Regions from separate parts of the Mus musculus genome. Here region 2 is linked to region 1. A link is a contact called in public promoter capture Hi-C data. All regions are on one chromosome and are shown on one strand. The core of a region is the stretch at or near the end of the contact, and the rest is flanking DNA. Distances in the headings are between cores, read along the strand shown. Region 1 holds the start of Slc22a8 (solute carrier family 22 (organic anion transporter), member 8). Region 2 holds the start of Ahnak (AHNAK nucleoprotein (desmoyokin)).

Region 1 (6,712 bases), core at 289-2,788:
CAGCCCCGCAAAGCTTTGCACAGGATGGAATGCTCCTCTTCTAGTCTAGTTAACCCCTTGCCTGCTGTTCTAATCTCAGCTCCAGGGATGCTTCTTTGAAGTGATTTCATCTCAAGCTACTCTTTTCTTGTCCCTATAACCAGTCCAAGGGTGGAAGATTGCAGCCCAAGGTCACTGCACAGCATGAGGTAACAAGTTATTCCACAAGGCTGTATAACACCCTACTAGGAGGAGAGACTGTACAGCTCAGCATCACTGGAGCTCAATACCACGCTATAGATTGTTGAAGGAATGCTTGGGCATGAACGAATCAAACCACTCAGTTCTTGTGCATTAGCACTGGGATCCTTCCTCTTTGCCCAGTTCCCATTCTTTCAATCCCAGGAAATCTAGGCCCCTGTGTTTTTTCTATCCACAAGTGCTGCACGGTATATGGAAGTACCTAAGGTGAGGTGGAAGGAGAGAGGGTGCCAGACATACCTCTGTCACAATGGTGTCTCTGGTGCTGTTGTAGATCCAGCCATCCAAGCATGGCTCGGTGGCCCCCTGGGTGTCATTGGGAAGACTGGCGTTTGGCAGATGCACGAAGCGGAGACACTTCTCAGGCTTCCCGTTTGGGCCCAAGGGGAGTACCCAGGGCTCTAGAGAGGCGTTGGGGGGCGGGCGACAGTGGTGGTCAGGGGTGGTGGCTGTGAAGATCTGTAGCAAGTTGTGGTTGGCTATTCCGAGGATTGGGAGGGCCAGCAAGGTCACATGCAGGTACTGGAAGGGGCCCATGCTTCCAACACGGTCCAGAATCTCGGAGAAGGTCATGGCACCAGGCAAGATGAACCAAAACTGTAGGCAAGGCATCAGGCCAAGAAGAGGTGTGTGTATGTGTGTGTGAATTGTATGTAGGCCTGTGGAGCATCATAGAATCACATGCATGAAGATGTACCTAGTTACATGTGTAAAGATTTGGGGTTCTGGTGTGTGGATGCATAAAGATGTACACAGTTGCAGAGAGGGATATGGGATACCAGTGTGGATGCAGTGCTATGTGCACATCTAAACTGCACTCTTGAAGGTCATGTGAATGCAGGCATGTGGCCCTGTGCTTATAGGTCGTAGATGTGTAGGCACAGGGCCACATAGTAGGGACCAAAGGTCCAGATTTGGATGTTGGTTGCCCAGGCGGGGTGTGGGTGAGGGTGAGAGAGAGGATAATACACATTTCCGATTGCTTCATGTGGGCTAAGAAGGATCTGCTCAAGCTCCAAGCCTCCTTGCTGTTCCCTGGGGTGAGTCCCCTGTGCTGGAGTATCAGAAGAATCCAAGTAGGTCCCTGAAGGCTTTAGGGGTTTGACCAATTACAGCGTTACAGTGAGGAAGCCTGGCTTTGGGGTGTTCTTGGGTGCTAGACTTGGGGGTCTTCAATCCCGTCTCACCTGGTGGTTGGAGCTGGATTCAGTTGGGCTGGAGCTGGATGCAGCAGTTGCCCGTGCTCTGTCCTAGGGTCCAGCAGCTGCTGTAGTAGGACAGCTCAGCTCTAACAAGCTGTTTGTGTCTCCCCTGGGGTGCCTTATATAAGGCATAAGCTGTTTCCTGGGCTAATGTTTGACTTTCTTTGGAAGATTAACATCCGGCAGGGGGAATGCTGTGCACCCACCAAGCCCAGCTCTCCTGAAAGGGCTGCCTCAGCCAAGGCTGTTGATAGGGTGGAGAGGGGGCTGGGGAGTGGAGTGTGGCTGAGCCTAGAGGCTGCTTGCTGGACAAAGGGCTTAGTGGCTCAGGGCATGTTTCCTAAGCGAGAATCTGGAAAAGGACTCAGGTCTGCGTGTCCAGAGTGCCTCTGAGCTGATGTTCAGAGGACCTGGAGTGGAGAACAACCAGCAAGAGAGGTGCTCCTGCACATGGGAGGCAGCATTCCTGCAATGGATCATCTTTCATACCCGGCTCCTGAGTAGATTCATGGAGAATGTTAGAACACACTCAGACAGAAAGGCCCAAGCACTGGTCCTTATGGTCTCAGAGGTACCGTGCCTTGGGCTCCTGGAAACACCAGGGCCATCCCTGTCTGAGTCTCAAACACAAGTGACCATCTCCCATCTACCTGTGGACTTATGCCACCGGCTGCTCTTTGGCTTCTCTCTGCAGTCCCAATGGCTTTGCTTATTTCTATGAGTACGGTTTAATTACCTAATAATGTGCATTTCTTGTATAAAACAGAAATTCTAACAAGCCAACACAAACTGAATTAAGTACATTCAGTTTCACCCAAGAGCCAGCTTGGGCAGGGAGTCTTGTGGTTTGTGGTTACTTTTCTCCTACAGACATGTCTAAGACAGGGTCTACCAGTCAGCTGGAAACTTGGTTGACACACTTATGGCAGGCCCTACTGATAGGACTGTCAGTTAGGAAACGGAGAAGTTAAGTAACTAGCTTAGGGTCCCCAGCAGGAAGTAGGTCAGGGGTGTGGCTTCAAGTCCATTTCTGCCCTTAAGCATCTAAACACACATACACAGACACACACAGACACACACACAGACACACACACACAGACACACACACACAGACACACACACACACAGACACACACACACACAGACACACACACACACAGACACACACACAGACACACACACACACACACACACACAGACACACACACACAGACACACACACACACAGACACACACACTCTCCCTCTCCCCTTCCTCCGCCTCTTCCTTCCTCCCTTCCTCTCCCCTCCCTCTCTTCTGCTTCTTCCCTCTCCTCTCCTCTTTGAGTGTTTGAGTCAGGATCTCGCTATATAGTTCAGCCTGGCCTTTAAGCCTCACAGCAGTCCTCAAGCTTTAGACTCCTCTCAGTTGCTAGGATCACCAGCATTCACTTGTGCTTCTGGTGTGAACCAGAGTTTTCTATGAAGTCTGCTTCTTTCTTAGCAAAGTTGCTTAACCTGCACTGCCTTTTAAGTCACAACTGGCTTGCTTTTAGCTGACTATTACCATTTCTGGGACCCCCCCCCCCGGAGATGCCCCATTCCACCTGCAATGCAGGGGAGGTGGGGTGGGGTGGGGTGGGCAGGATCAGAGATGGCCCACTTGGGGTTCTCTGTTTTGTCTGGTTGAGGTTTCCTGTCTCCTGGGCCCTTTTCTTAAAGGTGGCATCCAGCCTCCAAGTTAGGCCTGGGATCCTCCTGCTGAAGTGCCTGCCAGCTCTTCCCTCTACCACAAAGCAAGGTCAGATGACAAACCCTGTTCCAGCCCCTCCTCTTCGCTTACCACCTGGACTCAGCAATTATTGATGTTCTCCGAGTGACCTGAGGCAGGGTGAAATCTGGAGTCATCAAAGGAAGATTAAATTATACTCCAAGGCCGCCAAAGGGTTGTTTTAGGAAGGTTTTGACTGGGAGGCTTGCAGCAAGCTGGGCTGCTGCAGCTAACCCCCTGTTCTGGGTGTTCACCCTCACAGAGATGTTCTTTTCTAGTTCCTAATTGGCCTGGGCTGTCCGTCTGTTCCTGTCCCAGTGGGATGTTGTTTAAAGGCGCCTGGTGATTTCCCTGAGGCTTCTGGGGTTGAGCCAGAGTATACATAGCCCAACAGCTCAGTGAGGGGCCGCTGTATCCGGGCAGCGCCCCCGGCCCCCAGCGGATGTGCATGGGTTCCTGATCCCTGGATCAAGGCTATTGAAGGTTGTCGCATGATGGACTTGTATGACCTTCAGTAAAATCACCTTTCCCTGGGCCTCTTCTCTTCATTAGTTAAAGTGGCTTTGAAAAAAAAAAAAAAAAAAAAAAGCAAAGCACCAGAAACCTCTTATTTAATAGTATATTGAGTACACAACATCTCTACATCAAGTATATAATAGAGTTGGTGCTCCAGCTAAAGCGGGAGAGAGAGATGGTAGCCAAAAGGAGCTCCTCCATCACCTTTTTTACTCACGCTTGTTCTTGTTGTCTTCTGTCCCGGGATGCCTCTGCTGTGATCCTAAATTTAATGTGTTCAAATTGACTTTTTTTTTTTTAAAGAAATTATGTACTTAAGAAATCTTACACATTCAATGTATTTTTAATTTGGGACATGGAAATAGGTTTTCTTCCTTTCTTTTTCTTCTTTTTTTCTCATTTCTGTCTAAATTCGTTCAGTCTCCTTTAAGCTGAAGCTGAGCTCAGGTTCCTCTGTTGCCTGTCAGGTCTCATCAGGGGTGTGTGACTTGTCTGTCGTCCTCATCTCATCTGGGGGGGTGGGGGGGGGATTGAGGATCAACACAAAGGAACACTGGCTGGATCTCCAGCCTCATTGTCACCTTTCTAAATCTAAATTCCCTGAGGCAGGGGAACTCCCGAAAAGGGAATCTGAACAAGGAGAAGTAGGGATCCCACCAGCTGTCTGTGGTCAGATGTGTGACCATACAGGGGATGCAAATGCTAAGTCTCTGCCGTAAACCTCTGAGTGGGTACAGATCAGGTAGGCCGCAGCTATGGGCAGCCAGCCTGGCAAAATAACCATGAGAGTGAGAGACTCAGATGCTGAACTAAGTAAACTTGGATTCACTTAGTTCTCTCTCCAGCCATGTTCTCATGAGCTTGTATGTATATCTGAGTTCCCATGCTATGGCTGTCCTTACCTCCCATGTGCTTCTCTGAGTGGACAGCATTTCAGAAATCATTACAGCACAGGGAGGTCAATGTCTAAGATGACCAGACTGCAGGACTAGATCGAAATGGGCTGTCTAGAGGAGGTGGCAGCATCACCAGGCTTTGATGACTGGATAGAGTGAGTTCAGTAGGTAGAGTTGGCTGGGGAGAGTAGTTGAGCATAGGGTGGTTGTGGGTAACAAGAGGAGAAACGAACGAATTCGTTTGGGTAGAACCTCTGTTTCTATCTAATGTGGTGGCCTTGGCCTCAGGGCCAGGATGTCTCTGTGACAGTCTCAGAGGATCTGGTGAGCCCCTAGGCTTTTCTGTCCTGGAGGAGTGGAAGTCAGAGAGTGTCAGAAGCCTGCATCCTATGAAGAATCAGGGTATGAGGGGTTGACTGAGTCAGGCTCAGTGGTACCCAGGTTTACTTAGTTCAGCATCTGAGTCTCTCGCCTCTTACGTTTATTTTATGGGCAGACTGGCTCCCCGTAGCTGCCGCCTACCTGTTCCACATCCACTCAGAGGTTTAAGGCAGGGACTTAGCCTGTGCATCCCCTGCATGGCCGCTTAGAATGTTCATAGGTGAGGATGGTTAGGCTAACCTCTCAAGGTCCAGGAGCTGCATTTCTATAGTGACTGAGAAGGTGCCTCTCAGCCCTGGGATTGAACACTAACTAATTTGAGAACCTCAAATTCAGCCCTTATCCTGGAGCAGCTCCAAAAACAAAAGTAGTTTGTGTGTGGGGTATCTTCTTGCTGGACTTGGGTAAAAGGATGTTCTCTGTCCTTAAAACCCAACTCCTCGAGAGTCCGGGAGTCAAAGCTGGTTGTCAACCCAGTCCTGTCCCGAACTCGCCTACCTCTCTCTCTCTCTCTCTCTTTTTTTTTTTTTGCTTTCAACATGACAGATGCCACTGTGTCCTTCATTAAGGACTTCTTGGCTTGTGGAGTGGCCTCGGCCATCTCCAAGACAGCGGTAGCACCCATCATCGAGAGGGTCAAGCTGCTGCAGCAGGTGCATCATGCCAGCAAGCAAATCACAGCAGATAAGCAATACAAGAACATTATAGACTGCGTGGTTCATATCCCCAAGGAACAGGGAGACTGTCCTTCTGGTGTGGGAACCTGGCCAATGTCATCAGATACTTCCCCACCCAGGCTCTCAACTTTGCCTTCAAAGATAAATACAAGCAGATCTTTCTGGGTGGTGTGGACAAGAGGACCCAGTTTTGGTGCTACTTTGCAGGGAACCTGGCATCAGGTGGTGCCACTGGGGCTACATCCTTGTGCTTTGTGTACCCTCTTGATTTTGCCTGTACCGGTCTAGCAGTTGATGTGGGTAAAGCTGGAGCTGAAAGGGAATTCAAAGGCCTTGGTGACTGCCTGGTTAAGATCTACAAATCCGATGGGATTAAGGGCCTGATGAACCAAGCTTTAATGTGTCAGTACAGGGCATTATCATCTACCAAGCTGCCTACTTTGGTATCTATGACACTACAAGAATACCGTTGTATGATGATGCAGTTTGGACACAAAGGAACTGATATCATGTACACAGGCACACTTGACTGCTAGCGGAAGATCGCTCGAGATGAAGGAAGCAAGGCTTTCTTCAAGGGCGCATGGTACAACGTTCTCAGAGGCATGCCTTTGTGCTTGTCTTGTACGATGAGATCAAGAAGTACACATAATATGTCCTAGGTGTTCTCCCTGAGAACAGGCATGTTGTATAGTATACCTTATCTTGAACATTCTGGACAGATTCTCTGGGCTTGTCTGTTTTATCAATGGCAACTACTTACCAGTTGAAAAGTGGGAAGCAATAATATTTATCTGACCAGTTTTCTCCTAAAGCCATTTCTATAATGACAATAATGATGGGACTCAATTATATTTTTTTATTTCAGTCACTCCTGATAATAAAAAATTGAAGAAAAAAATATCCAAAGCAAAAAAAAAAAAAAAAAAAAAAACCAACCAAACCAAACAAACAATAAAACCCAACTCCTCTCCCCTCCACAGACCCATCCTACAGTTGTCTTCCTGGGGATGAGACAGCCCAGGTAAGGAGACTTTCACAGGGCTGGCCA
Region 2 (7,098 bases), core at 927-3,426, 400 kb before region 1:
CCCATAGTTTTTCAAGAAAAGGAAGCTACTAGTTCATTCAGCTTGGGAAAAGGAAAAGAGACCCACCCTACCCCCAGAGACTTCCCTAATAGGGCAGGACCAAAACAGTTCTACTCACCTAAGCCATTCTCAGTGTGGGGAGAGGCCCTAAACATTGCCCACATTGCCCATAGCATCTTCCTGTGTGCCCTCCCCTCTCCCAGTCACCTATGAGGACAGTATCATTGATATGAGGACATGAATCATTGGATCTTGTGAATTCATCCCATCTAGTATACGTTAGGTACAGTAAGATGGTTCCTGCCATTGCTAAAGTTTAAGGGCAAACTGTTTCAAAACCATTTGTTGGGAGTCCTTTTTCTCCTGGGAATTCCAGGTCACTTTCCAAGGATCCCCCACCCCCATCCCCCCAACTACCTCCAGAAGCTTTTCTGCAAATCCCCTCCACAGAACAGGGACATTGAGACAAGTACCCCTGGACACGTGTGTCCTCAGAGACAGCCTAGGGCCACACCCTGCCAAACCAGGGTGCCAACCCAGACATCATGCGCACAATCTTCTGTGGTCACATTGTGCAGAAGTGACAATAGAGTGAGCAGGCAAGCACACACACACACACACACACACACACACACACACACACACACATACCAGGGACACTACGTTGTCAAGGCTCCACTCCATTTGACTTGTAGGATATCCCCGGGTCACCCCAAGAGTCTTCAGTGCTCATCGCCATGTACAGCTAGCCCTGATGTCAACCCAACGCCACCAAGGTTCTGCGTCCCCCAAATCTGCCTCGGCACTGAAAGGGGCTCCAGCCAGAGGAGGCCCAGGCTCCCGCACACTGCACATCCCCTCCCTGCATGGGAAAGCCTTACATAACACAGCTCTCTGCACACACCCTAAGCATGTTGCCTTTCCAACCCCACAGTAGGATCTTGCCCCCCGCCCTCTCCGCTGGCGCGCACTGCAAAAGTGAAGGGTTCCAAAGGAGAGCAGGGAAGTCCTTCACCTACGCCCTGCGCTCCGGCCCCCACCGCCTACACACGGCCTCTTTCCCCCTCCGCTTTGCCCCTCACCCCCACCCCCACCCCCGAATTCTGGTTTGAATTAGTCACCGGCTCCAACCACTACATTCCTCAGGCTGCTGGAATCCAGCCAGGCGCTGGGGCGGGGGCCATCCCGCCCGGACGAGTTTGGGAGTGGGGTGGGGTGGGGAGAAAGCACCGCCCCTAGAAGGAGCAAGGGAGGTTCTGGGGACTGTGTCGATTGCACAGCCCCCTCCCCGCCCACCCAGCGCAGGAATCTCCCTAATTATGTCCCCCACCCCCCCTCCCACTCCCACCCATCCCACAGGGAGGCACGCTGCAAACTTCCAGGCTCCGACGCCCTGGAGAAAGAAGGGAGTTTTCTGGATCTGGAAACACAGAGGGGCAAGACTAGGGCGGGGCAGTTGAAGGGGAGCTGTTAAAGTCGCCGCTAGGAGCCAGAAAGGGAGAGGCTGGTGGTACAGAGCAGGGTGGGGCCGAGGGGAATCCGGACGCGAAGTTCGAGATGGAGGTGTGGGGAGCCGCGAAAGACAGCAGAGGGGGCACGCGGTGCAGGGGCGCGGGAGGGGCGATGGGGCTCTTGGAAACTTCTCCAGTAAACATGGTATAGGAACCAAGTAGCGCTCTGAGCCGCCGCCCCAAAGAGATGGAATCGGTCAGGGACCACCAGATCAGGAACGCCCTGCACTGCAGTTGGAACGACAATACATCCGCGGGAAAAAACTAAAAGCGCAGCAAAGCACACTTCGAAGCGATTTTCTAACTTAGTTAAACTTGGCCCCAACTCCGGAGAAAGAGCTTTACTCCCGAAGCGTGACGCGTCGCCTGCCCCGGCGGCCGCAAGCGGCCAGGTTTGCTCCCAACAGTCGGAACCCTCGTAGTGACACTACCGCAAATGCACCTTGTCCGAGTCCCTCTCTCCCCTGGTCGCCCGAACCCTGGCCCCACACCTTACCGCCCAGCGCTCCGCTTCCCTACCTGCGGGCTCAGCCCCAGGACGCAGCCATAGCCGGCGAAGGGCCCGAGGTCGCAGTGCTGACTGCTGGCGACGGCGAGCCCCAGTCGGGGCGGGTCTGGCAGGGCGGACAGTGCAGTCCCCGCGGCAGAGCTGCTCCAAGTGGCCGGGCCCCCGTGCGCGGAGGCGGCTCTTGTAACTCGGGCGGGTCTGCCCGGAGCTGTGGGGAGAGGGCGGGGCCGGGCGGGGCCCGAATAGGGCAAGGACCCGAGAGCACGACTAACACTGAAGCCACCCTGGAATGGGCCGGTGAAGGGAGAAGGTTGAGGGGGCTCAGGGACGAGGAGGCGTCGCCTTTTCCCCTCCCCTATCCCATCTATTGCTCCTGTCCCGGCTCTGGATCTTCCCACCCCATTTTAAACAGTGTGTGTGTGTTCACCGGCAAGAAATTCCTGGAAGCACGCAGGGGCACAGATTCACAGTCGGAATCCAGAGTCAACCTAGTCTGCAGAAGAGCCAAGAAGCTCAGATGATTCAACCTCGACCTCCAGCCTCCACACAGACCTTTGAGCTTTCTCTCAAGCTCAGATACATTAATCCCAGGCCCCAGCCTCCTCTCCCAGTTCCCAGGCTTCTTGCAGCCTCGCCCCGTTCCTCGCCTTCAGGCTCTCTCCTCTTCTACAAAACACACTGACTCTAAGACTTAGATCCGACCCCTAGGAATGGAGTCACCTATGCACCACACCACGGTGCTGTTCTTCATTGCAGCGACACCAGTCAGGCCTGCAGCTGTTGGACGCACCATGGAACAACTCACTCTCTCCTGTAAACTCTGTCCCCCATGCCTTTTGGGTATTTTATTTGGGGGAGGGAGCACAGACTGTGTAGCCCGGCCATCACAGAACTGGCTAGAACTGACAGCCTTACAGATTCCCCTGCCTCTGCCACCCTGGGACTAAAGGCATGAACCACTATGCCCCAGTAAGCTTGAGGAACCCAAGATCCAGCACTTTCTTTGCATTCCCAGGCCTTCTGCGCCTCTCACAGCTCCTCCCCCATATTTCCATTTGCAAGTTGCTCCGCTCCCCAATTTACAGCCATTTCCCACAGCCACTTCTAACTCTATGTGGATTTTATTAAATGCTTAATGATGGGGTTGCAGAGATGTTCTGGCTGCATCCCCCCTCCGCACCTCCCTTTTTCTCCTTCCCTATTGAGTTCTACCCTCTCTGGCAGGTGGCTACCCAGCTGCCCACTCCAGTTTCCCTTCCTTCCCAAATGCCCCAAGAGGCCTCAAGCTGGAGAACTGAGACCTTGGCCTGAGGCAGGAGCACCTTCGCTCCAAGATCATGAGTGGGCTGGGGCTGAGACCAGCCCTGCCCTGTCCTCTGAAATGGCAAACATGTTTGCAGGCTAAAAATATCAGCCAAGTCTGCTGCCAGCCCTGGGGGCTGTGTCCAGGTCCAGTTACCACACAGGGTACAGGCGATGGGGGGAGGGAGACAACAGAAGGGAGTGACAGAGAACAGACACAGATGTAATGGACACACCAGGGTGGAGAGAAATGTAGGTAGAAATTCAGACAGGCATGGACATGTAAAGACAGGCAAAGCAGAGACTTGGCTACTAACATTCCTCTCTCTCTCTCTCTCTCTCTCTCTCTCTCTTTCTCTGCCCCTCCTCAAACCCACTAGACATCACAAACACACTGTCAATTGGCTTAACAGCCCCCCCCCTCCAAATCTACTCCCTTCCCAGCACACTCCCTACGGTGAACTCAGTAAGTTCCAGGCCACCCAGAGATACCAAGTGAGGATCAGGCCAAAACACATTTCAAAAAATAAAACTCAAGAGCCAGTCATGTTTTTTTTTTCCTTTTACTTAGTGTGCATGATCATGTGGAGGCCATGGGACTTGTGAGGGTCTCTTCTCTCTTTCCACTGGGATCAAAGAGGTCATGAGGTTTGGTGGCAACTACCTGAACAAGTCATCCCCTAGCCCACAGTCCTGATTTACTGAACCAGGGTCTTACAGTGTAACCCAGGCTGTTCTGGAATTCACGATATAGGTTTGGTTGTCCTCAAATGACAACAATTCTGCCTTAGCCTCTCAAATGCTGAGATTACAAGTCTTCACCATATCAAGACATTTTATTTCACGGGGCATGGTGGCGCACGCCTTTAATCTCAGAACTGGGGAGGCAGAGGCAGGCAGATTTCTGAGTTCAAGGCCAGCCTGGTCTACAGAGTGAGTTCCAGGACAGCCAGGACTATACAGAGAAACCATCTCGAAAAAAAAAAAAAAAAAAAGAGGACATTTTATTTTATTCATTTTAGATGGGTACTCATACACTTATTGAGCCAGAAATGGTGATACATACCTTTAATCTCAGCACTCAAGAGGCAATGATTGGCAAACTTTGAATTTGAGGCCAGCCTGGGCTACATAGTAAGACCCTGTCTACACATAAATAGCGTTTATTTCACCTCTTAAATATAGACCAAGAATAAAATGAAGTACTCTGCAATCCTACTAGCTAGGTAATCCCTGTTGACATTAAATCAATGCCTCCGTAATGGGTCAGGGCATTTGGTAGGTGTTTTGTATGAGTAATAGGAATTTCTCTTATGTGAAAAATGAACACTGTACAATTGAGCTTCATCCCGGTCCTTGAAATTTAAGCACTATAGAGAGGCAGAACCATAAAAAGCAAACTTCTGCCTAGTGTGGTTATCACTCTGAGGCTGTCTGACCGAGACACCTAGGAGTCAGGGTCATCTGTGACCTTGGCTACATAAGAGTTTAAAGTAAGCCTGGACTACATAATGCCTTGTCTCAAAAAAATGTAAATTTCTCCCTTTTTCTCTACCCACTCTCCCCCCAAAAGTCACCAGTTAATCAATTACCAACAGAGTAGGTGGCAGAGGCAAGAGGCTCTCTAAGTTTGAGGACAGCCTGGTCTACAGAGTGAGTCCGGGACAGCTGATGCTAACACAGAGAAACTTTGTGTGTGGGGTGTGGGAACTTTGTGCATGGGGTGGGGGATGGGGTCTTCATTTTATTTTTTGAAAGAACAAGTTTCCTGATGCATGTTCAAGTGGAAATTGATTTATTCCTAGGCTTTCAGGAAGGTGACTATGATGTGATGCAAGCCCAAAGACACAGGGTATCTGCAAGGTGCATTCCAGGCAGGAGTGTTAGAGGAAGGAGGCTGGCACAGGAGAGTAAGAAGGAAATGAAGAGATGCGGGCACCAGGCACCTCAACTTTGCCGCACTCTGCATCTCCAAGAGGGACAGCTTCCTGGGCTCTGAGCCAATTGTATCTGCCCCAGTGTTTGTTCTGGCCACCCTCTTGGTCAACAGGGAAGAAGGCAGGAGGACATGGCTGGCTTTTGGAGCTACAGAACAGGGATTTCTGTCCAGACGCTTCATTCAGGGTTAAGGATGTCAAGATTGCCTGGTCAGGGCATGGTCTGGGAACTGGCTCCTGTCCAAGTCTAGGCTAAGAGAACAGAGAAAGGATAACGTCCATCCTTAAAATCCTTGAAGATCATGATCGTGCAATTGGAACCAGACATGAAGTTTCCTAATCAGCCCAGAGGAAGGGGTTGTTTTCAAGTTTTCAGACAGGTGTGATGCTGGTTCCATGACTGCGAATCTAAGTGCTCAATGGAGTGAGGCAGGAGGATCACCAAGTTCCAGGCCAGCCTAGATTATATAGTTCTAAGCCAGCCTGTGCTACAAAGTGAGACCTTTGCTTCAGAGAATCACACATAACAATTTTTTCAGTGTTCTAAGTGGAAATTCTAGTCCATCCCCATCCCACGCCACCCCTCCTTATCTCACCCCTACCATGATGCCCACTGTATGTGATTCTGCAGCAGATTTTCACAGGTTAGCTCACTTAGTTCTCACATACCCTGAGAAGGAGGTCCTCGATAAGGAAACAGCCTCAGAGGGGTTGCTGATTTACCTTAAGTCACACAGCTGGCAAAGGAAAGATTCTCACTCACATCTACACTCCTTAAAGGGATTTCCCTCTGCATGTGCTCTAGGTGGGTGGGTGGGAGGCACTGGCAGGCATTCAGCAATCGCTCAAAACCAAGAGTTATTTATTGTAATGCTAGGGTTCAAAGCCAGGGTCTCATCCATGCTAGGCAAACACTCCACCACTAAGATAGATTCCCCAGCCCTCAGTGGCATGTTAATTTACTGAATGCTTTCTTAATATAACTGGATCCAAAAACCCTTGCTCCTTATACAAATGTCTTGCCTCTCTCGAGAGCCTTCTCTAGACTGTCAGCCCCTAGGGAACAATTCCTCTACTTACAGATCTTTGTTGCAGCTGCACAAACATTATTATCCATCCAACACTGGGCCCAAGGACTTGTCAGTAGGTAACAGGGAACTCAGCAGGATGGAATCCCTGCCCTTCAGGTACTTAGCCCAGAAGGAATGGCTCAGAACCCTTTACCTTGTCTTCTCAGTTCCTTGCCAGAAAATGTTCCTGTTCAGAAAATGCAAAGCTGTCTGTTTTCTGCTACCCCACACCCACTACCAGATGCAGGAGCAAGCGTCTCTCTCAAACGCACACACTTTAGAATGGCCTGGGTTCAGGTCAGCTGTAGGAGGGGCACTGCATCACCCTTCGGAGGTGCCCCACACCAGTCATCCCGATTCACAAAGCAAGCTACATGAGCTCCAGGACTCATCACTGGGATAACCCAGCTTCCAGGAATGACGCTCCTACCCTGGGGGGGATTCCCTGAAATGAAGGAGTCATGAGTATGTGTGTGATGAACCTTAGGCTCCTAGGTTGCCAAGCAACACGGTTATGTTTTGTTCCTATTATGCCTGTTTCCATAGTAACCACAAAGGGGAGCTCTGTGGATGGGCCGCCTGCCAGGGGATTCCCCTTCCCCTCCCTTCTTGCCACAGTCCCTTTTTCTGAAACCAGTACATTAAAGAAAAAAAAAAAAAAACCCAACAGCTTTTTAAGTGTGATCCTAGAAAGGAAGTCAAAGTGTGCTGTCTGCAATTTAGAAACATGCTCCTTCCCCTATTGAAGGTCCTTTTGGACAACACCCTTA

The links. Promoter capture Hi-C pulls out the DNA fragments that hold promoters and counts their contacts.
Region 2: a promoter capture Hi-C map of embryonic stem cells shows a contact between it and region 1, with 2.2 times the contacts expected there. A contact is called at or near these places in 2 of 39 promoter capture datasets (embryonic stem cells and hippocampal neurons), 1 of 484 Hi-C or Micro-C datasets (double positive thymocytes) and 1 of 130 datasets of targeted methods (extraembryonic endoderm stem cells).

Annotation. Positions count from the first base shown.
Region 1 is chr19:8,588,008-8,594,719 of GRCm38.p6, reverse strand. It overlaps Slc22a8 (solute carrier family 22 (organic anion transporter), member 8), which reads right to left and starts at 1,538. Exons shown (of 11, transcript NM_001164635.1): 1 at 1,428-1,538; 2 at 481-837. The coding sequence starts at 813. It also overlaps the pseudogene Gm6425.
Region 2 is chr19:8,984,362-8,991,459 of GRCm38.p6, reverse strand. It overlaps Ahnak (AHNAK nucleoprotein (desmoyokin)), which reads right to left and starts at 2,176. Exons shown (of 5, transcript NM_009643.2): 1 at 2,031-2,176.